Linked DNA regions of Anser cygnoides: regions 1, 2 and 3 are each linked to region 4. A link is a contact called in public Hi-C data. All regions are on one chromosome and are shown on one strand. Each heading gives the region's core, a stretch centred on a gene start, on an enhancer-like site or on the middle of the called end of the contact. The rest is flanking DNA. Distances are from core to core; before and after follow the strand shown.

Evidence for each region. Hi-C and Micro-C count contacts between places; a contact is called where the count stands out from the background.
Region 1: a Hi-C map of liver shows a contact between it and region 4, with 2.4 times the contacts expected there. The contact joins the promoter of DNAJA2 here to the promoter of LONP2 in region 4. A contact is called at or near these places in 2 of 7 Hi-C or Micro-C datasets (both in liver).
Region 2: a contact with region 4 is called in a Hi-C map of liver, with 2.0 times the contacts expected there. The contact joins the promoter of LOC106039625 here to the promoter of LONP2 in region 4. A contact is called at or near these places in 2 of 7 Hi-C or Micro-C datasets (both in liver).
Region 3: a Hi-C map of liver shows a contact between it and region 4, with 13 times the contacts expected there. The contact joins the promoter of NETO2 here to the promoter of LONP2 in region 4. A contact is called at or near these places in 2 of 7 Hi-C or Micro-C datasets (both in liver).

The regions. Positions count from the first base shown.
Region 1 is chr12:19,486,303-19,489,363 of Taihu_goose_T2T_genome, reverse strand. DNAJA2 (DnaJ heat shock protein family (Hsp40) member A2) reads right to left here and starts at 1,482. Exons shown (of 12, transcript XM_048073403.2): 1 at 1,282-1,482. The coding sequence starts at 1,359. LOC106039583 (a long non-coding RNA gene) reads left to right here and starts at 1,515. Exons shown (of 4, transcript XR_010834410.1): 1 at 1,515-2,832.
Region 2 is chr12:19,510,142-19,512,953 of Taihu_goose_T2T_genome, reverse strand. LOC106039625 (borealin-2-like) reads left to right here and starts at 1,315. Exons shown (of 8, transcript XM_048073299.2): 1 at 1,315-1,514; 2 at 2,056-2,184. The coding sequence starts at 1,385. It overlaps DNAJA2 (DnaJ heat shock protein family (Hsp40) member A2), which reads right to left. Exons shown (of 12, transcript XM_048073403.2): 9 at 1,335-2,812; 10 at 862-927.
Region 3 is chr12:19,425,060-19,427,875 of Taihu_goose_T2T_genome, reverse strand. NETO2 (neuropilin and tolloid like 2) reads right to left here and starts at 1,299. Exons shown (of 9, transcript XM_048073401.2): 1 at 1,106-1,299. The coding sequence starts at 1,139. All of the region lies in intron 2 of LOC106039583 (a long non-coding RNA gene), which reads left to right.
Region 4 is chr12:19,165,948-19,168,647 of Taihu_goose_T2T_genome, reverse strand. LONP2 (lon peptidase 2, peroxisomal) reads left to right here and starts at 1,438. Exons shown (of 15, transcript XM_013186832.3): 1 at 1,438-1,720; 2 at 2,583-2,700. The coding sequence starts at 1,488.

The sequences.
Region 1 (3,061 bases), core at 233-2,732, 320 kb before region 4:
AGCATGGTTTAGAGCAATCCTTTAGACTACTCATGGCCCAAAAGCAAGCTACCACTATTTAATCTATCAGAAACAGATCCAGAATCATGGCTTATATGAACACCATACTATAGCTTCAACAGAAATTAGTTTAACTCATCAGTGTTCTGTCAGACCCTTTTGATCAAGCTATTATGGATTTTATTAGTTTTACCTTTTCTATACTTTTATATCTACATTAAAATATTACACGAATAAAGAATCCACACGACCTCTTTGTGACAATAAGAGATGGATGAACTTCTCACTGCTGTGGGCAGCCCAAAACTTTACATGCCAAGACAAGCATAACACATAGCAACGAACATTAAGCCATACAGATTATTGAGTGAAGGACTGCTGCAAGTTCTTTGTGCTTACAGGAGACAAGACACCCTTAAGAGAACTTAGCAAGGAAAAAAAATCTACTTGATTGTGTTCAGGAGCTTCTTGCCGCATGCCTTCCACCTCTAACGCTATTTCAACACTGCAACTGCCTATCCCTGCACAAACTGGGCTAGCACATGCATGACGGGGGAGTTGTTAATTCCAGCACCACCCAGCAGCAGAAGCAGGTCACTGCTAGTAAACTGCCTACTTAGTTATCCTCCCTCACGTGTAAATGGCGCTTAATTTCTTTTGGGGAAGAAAAAAAAAAAGTTTATGCACCACTGAGCGAAATGGATGCAGTAAACGATGAACCGGCTCCAAGCTCTCTCCTCGCTCCTTTCTTTACCTCACCTCGCAGCCAGCAGCCTGAAAACGACCAGATCCGGGAGCAAAGCGAGACCCCACCGAGGCCTACACGTGGGGCAGACAATGGCAGCGGCCCCCACCTGCTGCCGCATGCCCGTTCCTCCCCCAAGGAGCCTCTCGCCGGCTGCGAGCGCCGCCCAGGAGGCAGGCGGGCGGGCGGGCAGGCGGCGCCGCGGGGGCGAGACGAGCGGGGGCTCCCTCGGCGCCGCGAGGACCTGGCGGGGCCGGGCCGGGCCGCAGGGAGCTGACGGGGCCTCGGGGAGCCCGGCCGGGCCCCGCTCCCTCCTCCTTCTCCTCCTCCTCCCCCCCTCCCCCGCTGCTCTCCCCCGGGGCCTACCCGCGGCCTACTCGGCCCGGGCCCCTGCCCCGGGTCCCCCCCGCCAGGCCTCAGCGCCGCGGCCGGGCCGGGCCCCGCCGCCTGCAGGCCCCGCTCCCCCCCAAGCCCGGGGCCTTCCCTCAGACCCGGGGCCCTGCCCGGCGGCGCCGCCCGGCCCGGCCCGGCCGCACCTTCTTGAGCTCGTTGTCGGAGGCGCCGGGCGGCACGCCCAGGATGTCGTACAGCTTCGTGTCGGCCACGTTCGCCATGGCGGCAGCGGGCGGCGGCGGGGCCGGAGCGGGCCGAGGGGCGGCGAGGGCGAGCCCGGGAGCAGGACGAGAGCCGCTGCCGACGTCACGCGCACACGCCCCGCGTCACCGCGCCGCGACGCGAGGAGGGAGAGAGGGAGGGAGGGGAGGGGCCGCGGGAGCCCCGCCCCTTCGCCCTTCGGCGCCGCGGCCCCGCCCCTCGGCCCACTTCGGGCGCCTGACCCAGTGCCGCCGCCTGGCGGCAGGGGGCGCTGCCGGCACTAACAGCCGCGGGGCGGGAGGCGGGAGGGGGCGGTGCGGGCAGAGCCCTGAGGGGCAGCGCCTGAGGGGCCGCGTGAGGAGCGAGGCGTGCCCTGAGGAAACCGTGCCTTCAGCCTCCCCTCCGTCACCCCGAGCACTGTCACTGAGGGTGGCCCGCGCGGCCTCACCGCACACGCCGACAGATTTTTCCTTCAGACGCGTGTTACTAAGGCTTTGTTGGTTATAAATAGCGTTAGTGCCCATCTGCTCCGTGTTTTGTAGGGTTTTGCTCAGCTCCTGCGATCTCAAAGAAGCACGAGTTGCCAGGCTAGGCCTGGAGTGACTCAGGAACAAGTGCTCAAGAGATGCTGATGCCCCAGCAAGACACCACTTCTAGCTGGCAAATGAACAGGCCCGTTGTGCTTCATTAGTGCTTAGTCCCTTCAGTGTGGCAGCAACTCGAGCCTCTCCTCACCTGGTGCCTCTCCTCAGGTGCGGCCACCTGGCTGCCAGCCCCTCACCAAGCAGTGGCCACCAGAAAGCCCCAGAACCTGTGGCCAGTGCTCGGCTGAGGAAGGTGGAGTTGGCTGGGGCCAGGCCCCTGAGATGGCAGAGGACTGAAAATGCCCTCCTGGGTGCTCCCAGGGCAAGCCTAGAGCATGTCTGGGAGAGGGTGTGCATAAGGACCGGGTGGGTGATGACAGGCCCTGGGGAGAGTCTGCTGGGGTGGATAAGTGACTTGGCCTGTGAGAGAGAGCGCAGAAAAGGTGCTTTGAAGTGATTCATGTGTTTGAGGTGCAGAGATCTGAGTAGGCCTTCTGCCTCAGGGGAGCAGATCTGACTACTTGGAGGCTTCTTTCCTCATCATCTGGAGGGAGACTTCATCTTTAGTTACTTGCTATAGCTTGTGGTTGCAATGGCTGTGTTGGGCAATGCAGTCTACTGCTGGTTTCTCTGCTCCTTCCTAGGCTGTTGTTTACAGAACCCTAAATTCCATCATTGGGTTTATTAAGTCCGGCACAATCTAGTTTAGTACATCATGGTAATATCTGCCTTTGGTATTGTAGGTGTGGCAGCAGTCAAGAACTTCAAAGGGAAATGGAGACTCTCTTTAGAGAGAGGAAAACAGTGACAGGGCAGAAAACAGCTACTGGAAAGACAGTCGCATAGACTCTAATTATTAGTCTGGCTCAGAGACATGGAGAAAGAAAGAAAAAAAAATCATGAGAAGAGGTATGTCTCTTCAGTATTTTCAGAAGTTGTCTGCACAGTCTTCAATAACTGTATGGATTAACATATGTGGTCGATGCTAGTAAAGCTTCAATATTTAGTTTACCCGTGTCTTGTACTACCTAAATTCATCTTTTATTTTGGTAAGGCTGTATTTAGACTTGTCAGCTACTTTACAAATTGTCTGACATGCATACCTGCCTTGGTGATTTTCCTTTGTGCTCACTGATTT
Region 2 (2,812 bases), core at 66-2,565, 340 kb before region 4:
ATGTGTATAGCAGCACCGCTAAAACAAAAGCAAAAGCTGGCTATATCCTTGTTTGTGTCAGGTATTGGAGTGTTTTCTGGAGCTGAAGCATTTACTTGGGGGCATTTATTTGGGGGCAGTGGGGTGGGGTTGTTTGCTTTACAAACAAGAACATGGTCTGATCTGAAATGATACTACGGGCTGTCAGCCTGAGTTTACAGCTTTGTCTGAGTGATGTAGTCCGTCCCATCTGGTTCAGTAGATCCTGAGGTTGTGCCAGTCATAAGAAGATATGAAAAACCTACTAACTTTAGAGAGTTTACAACATGAATTGTATACACTGTATGAAGAAAACCCTAGTGTTTTACAACATCATCTAAATTCCTTTTTATGCAGGTCCTCAATCAATAAAGAATACAGGTTAGATTATTTGTATAAAACCTAAAATACTCAAACCTCTGGTGTGTTTTTTTTTATTATTATTTGGATTCATATAAGGTCATACATTTCTACTAGGAATTACATTTTTAATATGTATTTTAATATTTTAATACATTCAATACTGTGTGTATTCTTGCCTATATAACGCTCCACACCGTTACATTTTTCTCTGTTCACCCGATCAGAGTTTACACAAATTGTAAGGATTTGCATAATAATTTGCAGCAGAACAAGCAGTAAAATAACGAAGTACGAGGCCACAGCTCTCACATGAGGTCCCTCCTACTCGACAAAACGGCTTTCCAGCGCCCGCCCCTGGCAGCACCACTACCACCAGATGTACCAGCAGTACCAGTACCGCCACCAGCAGTACCAGTACCATCAGGACCACCACCACCAGTACCACCAGCACCCCGCAGCCCGGAGCTGGGTACGACTCACCCCGCCGGACGAAAGCGGCCGTAGGCGCTACCGCCGCTCCTCCGGTGCCAAGGCCAGCAGCACCTGCTTCAAAGCAATTCATAAAAACATATTTTAAAAGGAATTTCTCATTTTTCTCCATCAGAAGAAAGCGCCTGTGCGTGTGTGCGCCTAAGCCCGCCCACCTGCTGCGCTCGGCTCCTGTCAGGACGCGGCAGCCCCGTCCCCGCTGCGCCTCTCTGGCCGTGCCCAGCCCCGCTCCGGGCCCCGGGGCTCCCCGGGACGGCCTCGCCGCCTCCTCTCTCCCTCCTGACGAGGCGGGCCAGGGCCCCCCGGTGCTTCCAGCCCCCGGCTCTGGGCCGCCCCGCGCCCTCACAGCCGCCAGCCCGTGCTCGGGGGCCGGGGCCGGCCGTTATGGCTGCCCCAAGGGCGTGCCCGCCCCGGCCCCGGGGCGGAGCGGGGGGAGGTAGGGGGGGAGAAGCCCCCGCTCTTACAAAAGCTCCAAGCGTCAGGAGCCGCCTGCTTGTCTCAAGGGGTCGCGGCCATGTCCCTGAGGAAGCCCCCGGTCAAACGGCGCAGTACCGACTCGGGTGTGGAGCCCGACCGCGGGGCGCTCTCCCAGGAGAAGAAGGACCAGCGCATCGCGCTCTTCCTCAGAGACTTCGACCAGCAGGGTAGGGCCGGGGCCCAGGGACAGACCCGCTGAGGCCGGGGAGAGGCTCGGGGCCGGGTCGGCAGAGCTCAGACCCCCAGGAACGGCCCCCGCAGGCGTCGCCGCTCCGTGAGGGGCCGCCCTGGCGGCGGGTGTGGGGGCCTGGGGCTGCTGAGGGTGCCCGCGGCCTGGTCGCCTTCCCCTAAGTGCCGGCCTGAGGCGTTGGTCGTGTCGCTGTGCTCGTCGGTGGTACGTGTGCGCTAAAAATGTCTCTGCGCCGCCTGTGGTGCTGCCACGCTCCTCCTTAGAAGGTGGGCAACAGGGTAATCTGCTCTTGTATTAGTTAATGTCAGCATTTCAGCAGTCAGCGTTGTTCATTGATCCGCTCTGAAACAGGCACAGCTGCGCGGAGCTGCCTTAACTCGAGGCTTACTTGCAAATCACTTTTGACTCCAAGTCAAATTACCCTATCTAAAACATTAAGTTGTTTTATGCGATCCAGCAGTGATTTTACTTGGAAATGTTTAACACGTATGGCAATAAAAGCCGATTTTGTTTTAAAGCTAAGGAAAGCATCCGGGAAATGAAGAAAGAACTTGATGCGCTCTTGCAAACAGCTGAGAAGGCATTTACAGTGGAATTGCTGAAGATACCACTTGCCATCAGAAAAATGAAAAGAAAAGACTTGCTTAGTAAGTATGTGTGATCAAAGTATTTGGTATTTGTGAGCAAAGCAGACATCAGTACTTCTATATGTACCCTTGACTAACGTGAGAAAAAGCTGCAAGCTGGGGGCTTTTATGATAAAGGTTTCTTCGCCTGCTGAATATTTTAAGCTGATCAGCAGTGGTATTACGTTGCAGGTGACCAGTCAGTACTCTTGTTCAGGTAGACTGATCCGTGTAATGCAGGGTGTAGAATTAGTAGGTAACAGTTTGGTCTGGAATCTTCTTTTGCTTGTGTTCTTAAGTCACCTTACTTAGAGCCTGACGAGACAAGGAGTGATTACAAGTTTTTAGTAGTGTCTGTGCTTAAAAACATAAGAACTGCTTTTCATCTGAACATGTTCATCCTAGCCCCAGAGACTGTTTTGTCTTTCTGTTAATCTGAAGTCCTTGACTACTGAGCTTTTCTCGTGTAGTGTTTACGGGTGGTGATGCATGAACAACTTTAATTTTAACCTCATTTTTATGCAGCATTTTAAGCTGTGCTGGACAGTCAGCATCAGATGTATATTCTGCTGAGAGCTGATGTTTTTGGAATCTTCCTTGCAGCTGAAGTTGCAGGGGCAACACAAAGATCAAACCTATGACTCTTGAA
Region 3 (2,816 bases), core at 50-2,549, 260 kb before region 4:
TCTTGGGGCTTACCCAGTAAGCCTTTTGTTCCTGTGGTGTCTAAAACCAGTGGATGGTTAACACCTCTATATAATAGGCATTTGCTGAAAGCAAAGACTTTCTCTCTCAATTATTATGCTAATAAATGAAAAATATTTATTTAAACCCTCAAGATAACTATCCTTCAGATCAGAGACATGGGATTTTATGGGCTAAGGAAACATTCTGGATTTAAAACAGACTTCTTTACAACTTTCATACCGTGGGAAGACATCAATGCACATCAGAAACAGTTCTCCCCACTGCAGTAATGCCTCAATGGCTTAAATAATGCAAACAAACGTTCCAAAATTTCCTAATGGAATAATTTAATAAAAAAAATCCCTGGTGGTGCACGTCTGGTATTGCTGAAGAAGATGCAGAACGCTAGAAACCATCTCGCGAGGCACAAGGTTAACTGCCACGTTTAGCTTTGTTTTCTATCAGAGACCCTTCGCTTGTCGTTGGGCTCTATAAATAATAGCACAGATAAGGAAAGGCCGGGGGGAAGGCTGGCTTTCCTCAGCTGTTTACCTCTGCGCCTGAAGTAGTTAGGAACAGGATTTACAAGCCTCAGGAGAAAGGGAAGCAGAGGTGAATACCGGTCAAGCAGGAGCTGATTTCGTGAAAACCTCGCTGAAAAGAGAGCTCGCTCCTGACAGCGAGCCCGCTACCCTGCCCACAGTTCCACATCTCACCGGGAGAGTTAGGGGAGCAGAAGGAGGATTCTGGCTGTGAAAAGATGGAGCGCAGAAGCTCTCGACGCGTCTCGGGAGCGCACGGCCGAGCCCCGGGGCAGACTCGCATCCCCCGACCCCGCGGCTGGGTCCCCCCGGCCACAGAGCTCCCGCAGCACGACCCTGCCCTGCCCTGCCCTGCCCTGCCCGGCCGGGACGGGACGGGGGCAGCCGGGGGTGGCTGCGGGCTGCCGGCCCCCTTCGCCCCGAGCTGCCGCCGGCTTCCCCCGGCGCGGAGCATCCCCGGCCCCTCGGCCAAAAGTTTCCGCGGGCCGAGGGAGGGCGGCGGGGGCAGCCGAAGAGGCGGCCCGGTAGGGCGGGGGGCTCGGGGCCGGCGGGGGGCTCCTACCTTCCAGCACCGAGCAGACTTGGTGCGGGGCCATCGTCTCCCGGCGGCGGCTTCCACTCGGCAGCGATCAGCGGCGCTCCATGGCCGCGGCCGGGCGCGGCGGCCCCCCGCGAGGGCGCTGTGGCCCGCGGCTACGGCTCGGCCGGCCCCCGCCCGCCCGCGGCCATGCCCGGAGCTTCAGCCTCCTCCTCCTCCTCCTCCTCCTCCTCCTCCTCCTCCTCCTCCCCCCTCTCCCGAGCCCGGAGCCGCCGCCGCGCTCAGTCCCATCTAGAGCGGGGCTCGGCGGGCACCGTCGGGGCTGGCCCGCCCCGGGGGCCGGGGAGGAGGCTCTCGGTGAGACGCTCCGCTCGCAGCCCGGCGGCTCCCAGCCGGTGAATGAAGCCGCTTCGAGCCGCGAGGGGGGTTTGCTCGCCTCAGTCGCTTGTACGCATGTGCCCGCCCCCCGCCGAGCCCCGCAAGCAGCCGCAGCCGCCGGGGCCGCTGCGCGCCCCCCGCCGGGCCGGGCACCGAGCGGGGGCGGCGGCCCCGTGCCCTGGGAGGGCAGTGCCGGGCGGTTTCCCCCGGCCCCCCGCGCCGGGATTCGCCCGGCTGCGGAGAGGGGCCCGGCGGCGCTGCCCGCCCGGGGGCTCGGCTGGAGGAAGGTGGAGAACGGATGTGCCCGCCTTTGGCTGTCCGGGGGCGGCAGGCAGCCGGCCCCCCCGCTCCGCCGGGCGTTCCCCCCTTCTCCCCCTTGCTCCCGGCGGAGCCCCGGCGGCGTGCCCAGCCCGGCTGCGTTGTGCTGCCTGCGGGTCGGGAGCCCGGCACACGCCCTTGTGCGGCTGCTGTGACGGCTCCCACGGAGCCACGGAGCCGTCACTCGACACGAACTTAAGCAAAGGGCGCCCGCTGCCCGCTGCCCGCTGCCCGCCCGGCTGCCGCCCCATCACCTCGGGGCAGCCGGCGAGAGGAGCTGTGCGTGCCCTCGGGCGGGGGCCCGAGGTGGGACACCGGGCACGGGCTGCCTGGCTCCCGGGAAGCGCCTTCCGCAGGGCAGGGGGACCAAGAGCAGCCGCCGGGCAGCCGGGACCGGGGGACCCGAGGCGCCGCAAGCTCCCGGGCCGGCCCCGCAGCGCTGCGCCCGCGGCTTCCCCGCGCCCGGCCCCGGGCTGCATCCCCAGGGTGCTTCCCGGGGGGTCTCGGGGCTCGGGCACCCCGTGGAAGCAGCCTGGAGCCCACCCCACGGACACGGCAGTCGGGCCTTTAGGTGCTGGTGCGCAGCCTGCGGGGCCGCCTGCTCCAGCCTCGGGCGTGGGCGTGAGGCGTGAAGCTCTGCTTGCCTTGCGGTGCGGTGCTTTGCGTTTGGATCAGTTCTTTCTACGGTGTTCAAAGGCCAGCATGTCCTGGGGGAACACGCCACGCTCCTGCTCCTGGCTAGCGGCCTGAAGGGGACATCCGAGACCTTGGAGGAAAGGTCCCCAGCGCCTCTGGGCATTACAGAACCATTTCGGTGTTCTAAACAGCTTGATGTGAAGTATTAAGCTCGATGCTGTGGCAAAATCCCAAGTTACATAATTATATTATTCCGCTTACTCGAACTGTCCTTTCAATTTCAAATAGAGACGATACAGTCGCTTCTCAAAGGGGAGTTTCCCATGAACTGTTAAAGAGCTGCTGCATTCCAGCACTGGGTAAAGCAGTTTCTTTCTATTCACCTTGTAACTGTACATTTTTA
Region 4 (2,700 bases), core at 189-2,688:
TGAATGTTGAACATATGTTTACAGAGTAATTATGTTTAACATCAGGAAGTTCACAAAACATTTTCTATATTCTTGTGTTAAGTACTCTTTTGCATTAGTATTTTCTAAATGTCATGTTGAATAGTACATTAAATTCTAGGTTCTTTCTAAGTTGTCTGAAGTGACTGTTTTACAGAGAAAAAATTTTTCTCAGCTGTAGTAATTTCTTGCATTTAACCATTGTTATTACTTCCATATGTCTTTTTACTGTGACATTTTCTTCTAGTAGGCCAACAGATTAAGGCATTAATAAACTGCGTGACTAAGCAAGTTTCTTACTGTAGCTATACTTGTGCGTTTCAAAGTGCCAGCTTGTATAAACAGTCCTTGCTACTACACTTTCACCTTTGTATAGGATTACCTTTGTTCAAAGCATACCGAGTCAGTCAGTGATTAACAAGGGATTGGCTAACATAGCTCATTGCATTATGCAATTTTAATATTGCACCTCTTTTCACCAGTGGAGGGTAGGGGGAAAAAAAAAGGGCAAGTTTCTGCAATCAGCTTGTTCATCTGAACTCTCCATAGGCCTGAGTGCTCACAGTCCATCCCTCGAGCAGGCTTTTGCATGAATGAGCAAAGCAGTATTACTAGAGCAAAAGGAGCTAGACACAGCACAGCTGTAACAAATGGTGTTGCCTCCAGCTCTGCTGAACCCCATTACACTGCACTGAATGTTGCCCTGCATTAGTGGCGTCCTGGGATCAGCCTCAGCCCACAGGTGGCCCTGTGAAAAGGCGGGGAGTGGATTTGGCTGTGTCCTGGGCACCACCACTTGGTGCTTGAATCCTCGCGTGGCGAAAGCTTGAGGTGAAGGTTTGGGCCTTGGTCCCTATACTGCTGCAGAGGGGTGTTTCTGCATGTCTTCCGTTGGGGTCAGGGCTGCCTGGAGCACTGGGGAGCCCCTGCCCCAACAACAGCCTAAGGAAAGAGGGCCTGGGCCAAACATGTGGGAGCCGTGGGAGCGTGCCTTTTACTCAAGGAACTAAGCACTTGCAACCAGTAAATGGAATCCCCAAAGCCTTGCCTTTCACTATTTACCTTTCTATTAATGGAGCCTAATGTTATTACAAACTCATTTATAGCACTTTTTGGTGTTATTTATTTATTTAACAGGCACACAAAAGGAAACCCTGAGCCTATTGCAAGAGCTAGCCTGCCATCTGGTGGCCGAGGCTGCCGAGGCACAGCACTGTCCCCGTGCCATCACCCCCAGAAGGGGCGACAACAAAACAAAACAACCCGAGGTTGGGCCGGGGCCCGGCGCCTGGCGCGGCGGCAGGCGGGGCCCCTGAGAGGACCGGGCCGCTTGGCGGCAGGTGCCGCGGGGCCTCCCCTCCAGGCCCGTGCCTCCGGGCCCGGCCGGTCCCTCTCGGGTGCCCGTAGCGGGCGGGGCCGGGCCGGGCCGTGGGCGGGCGGCGGGGCGCAGCGCAGCGCAGCGGGCGGCCATGGCGGCGGGCAGCGCCATCCAGATCCCCAGCCGCCTGCCGCTGCTGCTCACCCACGAGGGCGTCCTGCTGCCCGGCTCCACCATGCGGACCAGCGTGGACTCGCCGCGCAACATGCAGCTGGTGCGCAGCCGGCTCCTGAAGGGCACGTCGCTGCGCAGCACCATCATCGGCGTCATCCCCAACACCAGCGACCCCACGTCCGACTGCGACGACCTGCCCTCCCTGCACAGGTGCCACCGCCAGCTCGTCCCGGCCGTCGCCTCGCCCCGGCTGGCACCTCCGGGGAGCCGGGCCTTGGGGACGGGGCTTTGCTGCTCGGCCTCCCTGGGGCTGCCTCTCCCCTACCCGGAGCTTCTCCGGAGGGGACGCGGTGGCAGGGACTGGGGGGCTGGCGCATGCCAGAAGGTTGGGAAAGCAAGACCGGGGTGCAAGAGAATAACGCGATTCGATAAAGTTTAGGGTCATTAAGGCTCTACCCATATTGTTTTTTGTTGTGGTTTAATAAAAGTAACACAGGTAGAGACCTAGGTTCCTAAAAGCTAATTATATTTCTGTGGGATGAAGTACAAATAGAACTAATATGCTTTATTCCTTACAAAACTTTGTTGCATTAGTGGATTCAGTAACGTTTTGCAAGAATGTATTTTAATTCTGCTTAAGCAGGTAGTTTAATCATAGTTTAATCAGGTAAATGTGAACTAAAACATTAATTCTGGATGAGACAGACAATTTCACTGAAGAACAGTAGTTTACAAACGCTCCGTTTTCTAGTGCAAATAGTTCAAGCAGAAAGGTAAGCATTCCTTTCCTGTTCCAAGATCCCTTAAATTATTTATGAAAAAGTTACTTGTTCCCAAAAAGGATGTGTGTATTATATTGCTATTGTTAGTTTGTCAGTTACCTCATTCCTTTTCAAGTTTTAAGGTTTGGTTTTGTTAATTTGTGTGCAAAAGAGGTCATGTAATTCTGTTACCTTTGTTGATAATGAACTATGACCTCAGAGGTCCTACAGTTCAGTTTCTTGTTGGTAAGGGACACGTGAAATGTTCTGTGGAAGGTGCCGAGTAATACAAAGATTTGATCTGTTTTTAGGATTGGCACTGCTGCTCTGGCAGTTCAGGTGGTTGGCAGCAACTGGCCCAAGCCGCATTATACATTGCTCGTTACGGGCCTCTGCCGATTCCAGATACTGCAGTTGCTGAAAGAGAAG